Regions from separate parts of the Zea mays genome. Here regions 2 and 3 are each linked to region 1. A link is a contact called in public Hi-C data. All regions are on one chromosome and are shown on one strand. The core of a region is the stretch at or near the end of the contact, and the rest is flanking DNA. Distances in the headings are between cores, read along the strand shown. Region 1 overlaps LOC103641258 (ubiquitin carboxyl-terminal hydrolase MINDY-2). Region 2 holds the start of LOC100383969. Region 3 overlaps LOC100383969.

Region 1 (3,294 bases), core at 754-3,253:
AGCCAATGAGCCGGGCATGGGTACGTAAGTTGAGCGTCTCAACTGCTAGAAAGCACGGCAATTTTACAAATATGGAATTCCAATTTAACACGTGCACTAATTTTTTATCAAGAAACAATGCTTTTTATACCATTTCACAGCATCAACATGATCACATATTTAGATAGGTGAGTAAGAGTAACTTCGGTAGTTCCTAAAAAACTCTCAAATCAGTAATTTTGAGAGTTTGCCTGAAAACATGTAACACCCCGTCAAATCTCTTGACTAGCGGTACTTACTCCTGACAGCTCGCTAGGATCATATATTGTCCCCACAGACCAACACAAGTTTTTTGTGCGAACTTTATCCTCACTTATGCACACCCGAGAAAACTTCCTGGTCGGTTACATATCCTAAATTGCTCCAAGTCAAACACGCTTAACTTGGAGGTTCTTTCGAGATAGGCTTTCGAAAAAGAAGATGTACCTTATTGGTATCGATACTCTATTAATTTTATTAAGCCTTGGACAGGAAATCACAATCCCAGGGGCCAGAATATCACAATTCACCCCCTTAGAAGACTGATGTCTTTGTCGGTCAACCCTAATCCAGAAACCTCCCCTCTTAGCCACGTTTGTGTGTCTAGTGTCGTCATATGCCATGCCATGTGACCACTCCGGGCCTACATGCGCCATATACCCGAACCCCCTAGCCCACACACGCCTGTGAAACCTCGAGGATCGGCTCTGATACCACTTGTAACACTCCGTCCAATCCCTGAACTAGCGCTACTTACTCATGGCAGCTCGCTAGGATCATATATTGTATCCACAGGTCAACACGAGTCTTTTATGCGTAATTTGTCCTCACTCATGCGCACCCGAGAAAACTTCCCGATTGGTCATATATCCCAAATTACTTCAAGTCAAGCACGTTTAACTTGATACTTTCAAGATATAATTCCAAAAAAGAAGATGCACAACCCGGACCCGGCTCCGTTGACGCTAGCAGCCCGCTCCCCCGTTGGCTTTGGATACTGCGGCTGTTGTCCTTAAGGGAAAGTGATATTCCAGTTGACAAATATGTGCCATGCAGAACTAGGAGTTATCCTTAACGGGGCGTTTGGATCCCTTCATTTTAGAGGAATTGGAATTCACTCAATAAAGTAACTTATTTAGTTTGGAATTTGTGATTCCACCACTTTCCAAAGTTAAGATATAAGTCTATCTCAAATTCATGGGGTGGAGGGTGGGAAATGATTTTGTGCATTAGTAGAATTTGTTTCAACTGTGTAACTTATATAACACTCTTTGTCTCACTCCTCTATAGTAAAAATGTAGCACATAAATATCTCTCACATCTTGCTAATAGTAGTATATAAATATATTTTACATAAAATCGAATTAGCTTAATTGATTTATGCCTAAATTACTATTATTAGAATGGAATTCAATTCCAATGATCCAAACGGGGCGTAAAGGAAAGTGATATTTTAGTTGACAAATATGTGTCATGCAGAACTAGGAGTCAATCTGTCTGACGGCGAAGCAGTGACCTTGCAGATGATTCTGACAGTACAGGAGATGGAACTGGCGATTGGAACTTGCAACTAGGGATCGGTAAAATTAGTGAAGCTGGCCCACAAGATTGATTCAAAAAAAGATTTGCTCCATTAATATTAAGAACTGTTGGAGATACACAGCTTTAACTTCCAAAACTTGTTTACCAACTCTCTAAAAAAATTTAGGGAACTAAATTTTAGAGAACTATTGAAGTTGTTCTAATAATAAGATATATGTCGCTCTCACTCGTTAGCTCCACGCCTCCACCATCTTAATAAAAGGTGTTTTTTTCAGCACCTTGGGTCCACCCCCATCTCCTCCACCTTCACCTGCAGGCAGATTTTGTTTAACAACATTATTATTACCTATATTAAAGCAGCCGGCCAAGCTGGCCATCCGGATGGTCTACGTCACCGTTTAATTCCAACCGTCCATTTTTTTTTACCGTCAACAGATCACAAACGTCCACATGGCTACCTACCACTGGCCATCTGAATTCTTCAGGAAATATCTACCTCCTCTGCCGCTCCCGGTCACCACGCAGCTTTCACAACACAATTTTTTTTTCCTGATACACAATGTAAAGCACGTAATCTAGAAATACGCTTACGCTATGTATCTCTCGCGTAGCGAATGGGCTTCTGGAAGATCTGGTTCAGCAAACCACTTGCAGATCAAAGATCCTTGAAGAGATATGGAGTCTGAAACAAAGAGCAATAATGACAGAGGCGAACATAGACACAACATGTATTTTGAAATTAAGGATACATTTTCGTGTGTTACAAAGGAAAAGGACGCACCCTTAAATATACGACTTGTCAAACCAACGAAAAAGGAAAACCAGTGGCTCTTGTCTGCATGTATTCGTCAGCATTGAAATCGTCAGCGTGGGAGCCCCATAATGCAACGGATGCTGTTTCACTGCACCCAAATCATTTAAGATCAGATTATGATTTGCACCCAAATCATAATGTACCTGAACAGACCGTGTTGTCTTTGTCCCTTTCTCTCAATGTTTGGAATGGCACCAAACTGCATGCATACCTAGGGAAATCCAAGGGTAACGGTGATATCTCAGTAACATTAGTATACCTTGCCATTATGGGTTTGTCCATAGCATGATATGTATCTCGTGCTTGAGCAACGACACGGAAATATCTTATGTAATATTCTCGTATTTTCGGCATGAAAGCAGGAATCCACTCTTGCTGAATCTCAGCATCCATTCCATTGTATCAGACTGTGGAGAAGGCATAATCAGTGACAAATTTGAATACAGAACTTTAATGATGGAAACAGATTTTGAAAAGTGTGATTACCTCTTCATCGAGCATGACAAAGTTAAGCCTGATTATGTTCGTAGGATCGCGGCTGTCCAAATGTGTTGTTATCCATGTTACTCTGACCTTTACCATCCATCGATGGGACTGTTCATGAACATGCCTAAGAAGAACGGGTTCCATGCCGATGACAGCCACAGTCGTTATGAATACTGAGTAGTCGATTGAGGCTGCCTCTGACCTTGGGATTGATCTTGCTCTTCAGTGCCAAATGCACACCAGTTTGCATTGGTGTATATGCCGGAGCCGATTCATCATCTGGTCAGCCAATTTCTTCAACACCATTATTACTTCCAGATTCCTGCACATCATCGCAGCTTAACATAGAATCAGTAGCATTAACCAATTGAGCATTACTCGATTTGTCCCCTATGGAATGAGAGTTTGGTTGAAGGTGATGTGGTAGGAGGAGA
Region 2 (3,088 bases), core at 39-2,538, 240 kb before region 1:
ACTGAAATGATTTAGACATAAAAGAAAACTTTTGAGTGTGAACAAGCATTATTGTTATCATATCTTAGTTTACTCCCACATTGAGCGTGCACAGAGGATAAACAAACATCACATGATGTACCTTTATTTGGTGTACTTCCATGGAGAAGGAGCTTTCAAAGAGGAGGGCAGGTAGAAAAACAGCCAGCAGAAGATCAGGGTTTATGTTAGCCCCTGCAAATTAATTGAAAGGGAAATAATTAACAGAATGATGAATGAAATCAAACCAGGTAGGGAATTGAATTAGGTACCTATACATACATGTGGAAGGAACTGAAGTAACAATCAATAAGAATGAATAGCAGTATAAGAAACTTACAGATACGAATTCCAGCTCCAAGCTTGCCTAGACCATGTTGTGTTCCGTACTCTGGAGGTCATCAGAGAAAGAAAATAGTACTGCTTAGCAGCAGAGCAAGTACAATAAAGAGAGAAAACTGAGGCGGGGGCCATTATTATATTACTACATCCGTGGCATCTACTTCAACCATTGTACCAAATGAAACTTTTATAAGTTTGACTGGATTTATAAAAGACATTACCAACATTTATGAGATAAAATTAGTATCATTAGATACGCCATAAAATATACTTTTATAGAATGTTTATTTACTCTCATAGATGTTGATATTATTCTCCATAAAGTTGGTCGAAGTTGCAAAAAAATTAACTTATGAGAACTCTAGAAGTTGATTACACAAAAGAAGGGCTACTACTAGTGTAGTATCCTGATCAACTGAGCTGACTGAAATAGAAATAGAAATAGTAGTAGCAGCAGCAGCCGCTAATAAGTCGCTCTGTCGTATAATGAATTAATTATCCATGGCAATTAAAGGGTGTTTACTGTAACAAGGATGAGAGCGACTGAACTGAGAGCTCCTGGTCCTGGCAGATGGTTGCGGATTAATTAATTACGAAAGCGGAAGAGGCACTGCTGGATTCAGTTTCGGAAATCCCATCCCATCTATAGATAGATGAATAATGAAGGAGGAAATGGAAAGCAACCTAACTTACCGAGGGATCCAAGCGCGACGCCGAGGACGAGAAGGGCGACGGTGTAGGGCACGCGGGTGCCGCGGAGGAGGTGCCGGGAGGCGATGCCCAGCACCAGCGACACCCCAACGAAGAGCACCGCGTTGTCAGGCTCAGCCTCGCCGCCCATCTCGCTGGTCCTTGTATGTGACGACCCCTTGGCCGGAGACCACCGCCGTGAGCCGGAAGAGCAAGCGACGAAGAACAGAGTATTTAGGTAGTTGAAACTGATTTGATTCCTTTCAGATTTTGTATGTGGCACAAGATGCATGATAAGTAACTAGGGTCTGTTTGGTTGGAATGTGGCCGTGAAAAAAATTGTTGTGGGCTGTGAGCTGTGGAAAAAGCTGCTGTAAGCTGTAAGCTGTTAAAAAACTAAAAAACTGTTTGGTGGAAACCACTAAAAGTCGTTAAAAATTTTTCGATATATGTTTTCACAGTTCCATCCGAAAAGTCACTAAAAGCAGGTTCAGGGATGCTTTCAGATTTGCACTATGAGAAAGTCGGCTTTTAGAAAAAGCTACTCCTGGATCTAGCCCTTTGATTGGCTTTTGACTTTTAGGGAGGCAAAAGTCAAAGTCAAATCAAACATACCCTTATAAGCACTCCATCAACACTGCTAACCTGTTATTTATGGCCCATTACGATACTAATATGGCTAGGGATGGCAATTCTACCCGCGGGCACGGATATCCGTGGGTTTCGTACCCGATGGGCATGGATACGGGTAAGAAATCTCGCCCACGGGTAAGAATACGGACAACACTTCTCACCCGCGGGTAATTGACGGATATAAAATTTCACCCGCGGGTATTACCCGTTACCCGCTTAATTTACTAGCCCATCAAAATATCGCCCATGTGTTCATTTTATCCTAAAACATTGTGTTGTAATAATTAATTATCTTAAGAGTTTGAGACTTATGTTTGTGGATGATCGATCATGTTTGTGGACTTTTAAGTTTGAACTATGTTCCTTGTCATTATATTATGTCTGTCAAGTTGTTGTGTTCTTGGTAAAATGAACATGACCACATACTCTATGGTATTTTCTAGCGGGTAACAGGTTGCCCGATATCCGCGGATATCCTGCGGGTACGGGCACGGGTCGAAAATTTTACCCGCAAGCTCTCGCGGGCACGGGTAAGCACTAGAGGCGCGGATATGTTAGCGGGCGGGTAAATGGCTTACCCGCACTTTACCCGACCCGCTGCCATCCCTAAATATGGCCTATATAGCCCAATAACTCCATTACAGATTCTATTACTGACTCCTTAACAAACGATGGGCCTGTTTGGTTCAACTTTTTTCTGACCAGCTTTTCTGAGAATCTGGCTGTGGGGAGAATCTGGCTGTGTAGAGAATCTGAATATCATTAGAATTACGTGTGGAAGAAGATAAAGGTGTCCATAGGACTCAGGATTTAGAAAGTGACGGATTACTACTATTGCAACGACTCAACCGATTATGTGTTTATGTTGATTTTGAATGGTTTTTACCCAAACGAATTTTATAGAAGCTAACTGAAAAACTGAGCGTTTGGCAGTCCGCAATAGCTTTTGGTGGCCAGAAGCTCAAAAAGCTGAAACAAACAGGGCTGATGTCTGACCTTATTAGCAATCTCCTAGCGCCATCACTTGCCATCAGAGACACTCTAGGCTGCACTTCAGTTATGACATCGCATCTCTTTCGCCGTCTTCGATGGAGTGCTGCTTGCACGACTAAGAGGAAAGGAGCAATGGCACTGAAAACTCGCTCCATCTCCATTAGCTCTCTAAAAAAATGCTCAAAGATGTTTGGTTTACAGGGATTAATTTAAATTAGTACTTCCAACTTATTTCATTTTAATCTTTAAACTAGGTAGGTGCCCGTGCGTTGCGACGGTAGTAAAAAAATTTATATGAAACATAGAAACGGAACGACAAACATCAGTATGATATACAAAATTTGTACCTTGGAACATTAGCAGGGCAGAGGAGCACGTCGGGGCTTCGACCACGGCGTCGTAACGACAAGGG
Region 3 (3,197 bases), core at 416-2,915, 250 kb before region 1:
TGTGCTCAAGTTGTGGCATATAAGTAATAGAAGAATCATCACACAACTCTTTTTTATCACAAGAATTACTAGTACAATCATAATGCAATAAAGGAAACTCAAGTTTATTTGAAGGCATGACATCATTGGAAGAAACAAATCGTTCTCTCATAAGCATTTTCATATTAGCCCAAGTTTGTGGTTTATCAGATGGAGTTAATGACTCCCACCAAGATAAAGCAGAATGGGTCAAAACACTAGGGGCCTTTTTGTTCTTTTTCTGTTCACACATAAAATATTCTGAAAAAGACAATCTATCTTAGTTTCCCACTCGATATATTTTTTAGCATATATACCATCATAAGATGGAAAAAAACATGGATAGAATCACCTGCAGAAGTTGTAGGGTGTGGTAGGTGAGTCTCCATCGTGTCCATCTGTTCAACAAGTCCTAAAACTCTCTTAAACCTTTCAGTGTTCATGTTGAGTGCATCATAACTCTCATCATGTCACGGAGCTTCGGATGAAATGTTCTTGTCATTGTTAGTACAAAATAGAAACAAAGAAACAAGCAAAAGGTGTGAATAAGTACCTGTTCTGCTCGAGACAATGTTGGAGCTTTAGAAAGGCTCACTAATATATATATATATATATATATATATATATATATATATATATATTTGTGACACACAATTCAGTAATAGATAGCAATGCTGAATAAGTGTCCAAAGTACTCGTCCTAGTTGCTGGCCTAGAGAATGTATTAGAACAGTTGAAGGAAGACACAAAGGAGGTAAAGGATCTAGGCATAGCAAGAAAACAAGATGGAAATAAGATGATTCATAGAGGTGCACAGATCAATGATGTTCTGTCTGTTGCTGACCTAGTTGTTTTTGAGCTGCTACCGGCACGAGTTTCCATGAGTTGCGGACTTGCGGTGTCATTAGTCCGAGGAAGAAGAATGGGTTGCACCCAGTTTTTGTTGGTCTCGTAAGTTGAGGCGGCGGCGGGTCCAGACAGAAAGAGCGCATTTTTCTTCCGCATCATTGTCTCTGTTTCTTTTATTTATTCGGTGATCATGAAGAGAAAATATGGAACGCGGAAATGTGTTTTATTTATTTTGTTTACCACACCACACCACACCACACCACTGCGCCAAAGCTTCCCTGATACAATACATACAGTACAATACAATACACGAGAAGAGAAGACCACATCCAGGCATCCAGCTACTGCTCCTGGGGCGGAGGCACGGCGGTGGACTCACGGAAAGAGAGCATGCTGGGCGAGTCAACTCTGACGATGACTTCTTCGCCGGCGGAGTCTTCGCTCGAGTTGTATTCCTCCTGCAAGTTCATAGCCCTCCGCTGCCCCTGTGCTGCCCCTGCCGGAGCAGGAGCGGTGGCAGCAACCTCAGGTAGAGCTGCCACTCTCTTCATGTTGGAGCCCTCCGACTGCACGGAGAGCAGATGCCGCTCCTTGGATATGGATGGCATCCTGGGGTAGGAAGAGCTGTGCTTCTTCTGGTTTGTCATCGTCGTGGCCGCCTGCACGCGATGACGTGGCCTCTGCCGCCGGTGACCCTGCTGGCCGGAGGAGAGGCTCACCACGCTGCCCCCGTACATGCTCAGTTGCAGGGCCCTGGAAGACAAGCCGCCCGGCAGCATCTCAGCTGCTAAGCCTAGGCTGCCACGAGACCTCCGGAAGCTCTCGGGCCAGCTGAGCAAGCCGCTGTGCTCCTTGCTCATGCTCCGTGCTGGCTCACCTTGGGGCAGCGACGCACTTGTCTGAACATGAAGATGGGCGGCCTCTGCCTCGTCGAAGAAGATGATCCGCGCTCTGGCTTCCACCTGATACCTGCGTGCAGTATGGCAGTAGTCTATACCCCACAGACAGACAGAGCTCAGAGCCTTTCTTCGTCTCTTCATTTGTTTAGGCAAAAAAACATACGTATGTAGTAATTAATAAATAATAAAGAGACCTGAGGACTCGAGACCGAATAAGCTCAAGTCAGCATTCCATGGCAGAAGCAACGCTGGGGGCGTGATGAGAGTCAGGTTCTCGATCTTCAAGAACCCTTCCAGCAAAATGCCAATGCAATTCTGCTCCACTTCCAAGTCTTCTCCCTTGATGTATATGTTCATCGTCGACCTTTCAGCAACCAGAACCCTCATCTCATGCATTCCCATTTTCTCGAATCTATGAGGGACCAAAAGCCTGGCAAGCACCAGAGCACTTTCCTGCCAACATCCATCCATGATTTACTATACTACTACTAGTGTATGTGTAGTATGAGTAAGTATTTATTTATTACCTGCCACAGGAAAATCTCAATCGAAGGATCTGAATGGAGCAGCTCTTCTATCTTTTCAGTTTCGATGAAGAAACACTGTACCATCGAATCTGTGGTCATGTCACAGATATATGGCTTTCCAATCAGCACCTCATACAGACCCAGAGTGCTCCCATGCGATAAAATTGGATCCAAGGAATGCCTTCTGCTTAATCTCTGACTTGTCCACTGTTGTTGGAAATTTTTTTTAAAAAAAGTGGGGGAATAAAATGCTCATTAGAACGAACAATTCTTCCCCAACAGAATTTTGTCTAGTGTTGTTGAGGCGCGGACAGACCTTCACTACACCAATAGAAACAAGCCAGATACCGGTTGGCCTGGATCCTTCTCTATACAGCGTTGTGCCCTGCCCTCGCAGGGTTTCCTTCGTATTGCTTAGCAAAGTATCACGTACAGCAGCAGGCAGCGCGCCAACTAAAGGATGAGTGTTCAGAAGATCACTGACTCTTGGCATTTTCACTATTGGTGGATTCCTCTGCAACTTCTTCAAGTCTGTCTGCCAAGTGAATTAGCATGGCTTACTAGAGTTATATAAAGCATATTTACTGTAAGTTAAATATTCCAGCTACCTGCAGAGCATCATCTAAATGGACCATTTCCTTCTCTTCCAGCAGCCCAGTCTTCTGGAGGTTTTGAATATACTCACTCAAGTGTGTCAGCACAGAATATGTGACTTGTCGTGTCTTTAGCACTCGTAGCACCTGAAATTGTTGGGTGGGGGGAAAGGATTTCAGAACCAGGGCACTGCAATTCATAAGCAGGAGGATTCTTTAGTTTATTCATGCAATGATCCTTATCTTCGTTATTATGTTGATTTTCTACTTTCTTCAAGTTTTCCAGAGAGAAATGCTTGGTGAATATGCTA

The links. A called contact is a pair of places that touch in the nucleus more often than the background predicts.
Region 2: a contact with region 1 is called in a Hi-C map of leaf, with 4 times the contacts expected there. The contact joins the promoter of LOC100383969 here to the enhancer-like site in region 1. A contact is called at or near these places in 6 of 25 Hi-C or Micro-C datasets (bundle sheath, ear, endosperm and 2 more).
Region 3: a Hi-C map of an unstated tissue shows a contact between it and region 1, with 3 times the contacts expected there. The contact joins two enhancer-like sites. A contact is called at or near these places in 5 of 25 Hi-C or Micro-C datasets (ear, endosperm, leaf and 2 more).

The regions. Positions count from the first base shown.
Region 1 is chr1:185,277,123-185,280,416 of Zm-B73-REFERENCE-NAM-5.0, forward strand. It overlaps LOC103641258 (ubiquitin carboxyl-terminal hydrolase MINDY-2), which reads right to left. Exons shown (of 28, transcript XM_035964171.1): 27 at 2,861-3,182; 28 at 1,627-2,781. Among protein-coding and RNA genes, the nearest start is that of LOC118476086, 3.9 kb to the right of the region's middle. Within about 2 kb of position 2,004, at least 4 of the 20 cell types and tissues checked have an H3K27ac peak or open chromatin away from gene starts, as enhancers often do. A contact at or near this core is called in leaf, where this site is marked.
Region 2 is chr1:185,040,446-185,043,533 of Zm-B73-REFERENCE-NAM-5.0, forward strand. LOC100383969 reads right to left here and starts at 1,289. Exons shown (of 22, transcript NM_001362235.1): 1 at 1,054-1,289; 2 at 359-409; 3 at 122-213. The coding sequence starts at 1,201.
Region 3 is chr1:185,022,671-185,025,867 of Zm-B73-REFERENCE-NAM-5.0, forward strand. It overlaps LOC100383969, which reads right to left. Exons shown (of 22, transcript NM_001362235.1): 18 at 2,902-3,033; 19 at 2,610-2,828; 20 at 2,294-2,500; 21 at 1,961-2,219; 22 at 1,073-1,858. The coding sequence ends at 1,209. Among protein-coding and RNA genes, the nearest start is that of LOC100383969, 17 kb to the right of the region's middle. Within about 2 kb of position 1,666, at least 8 of the 20 cell types and tissues checked have an H3K27ac peak or open chromatin away from gene starts, as enhancers often do. A contact at or near this core is called in leaf, where this site is marked.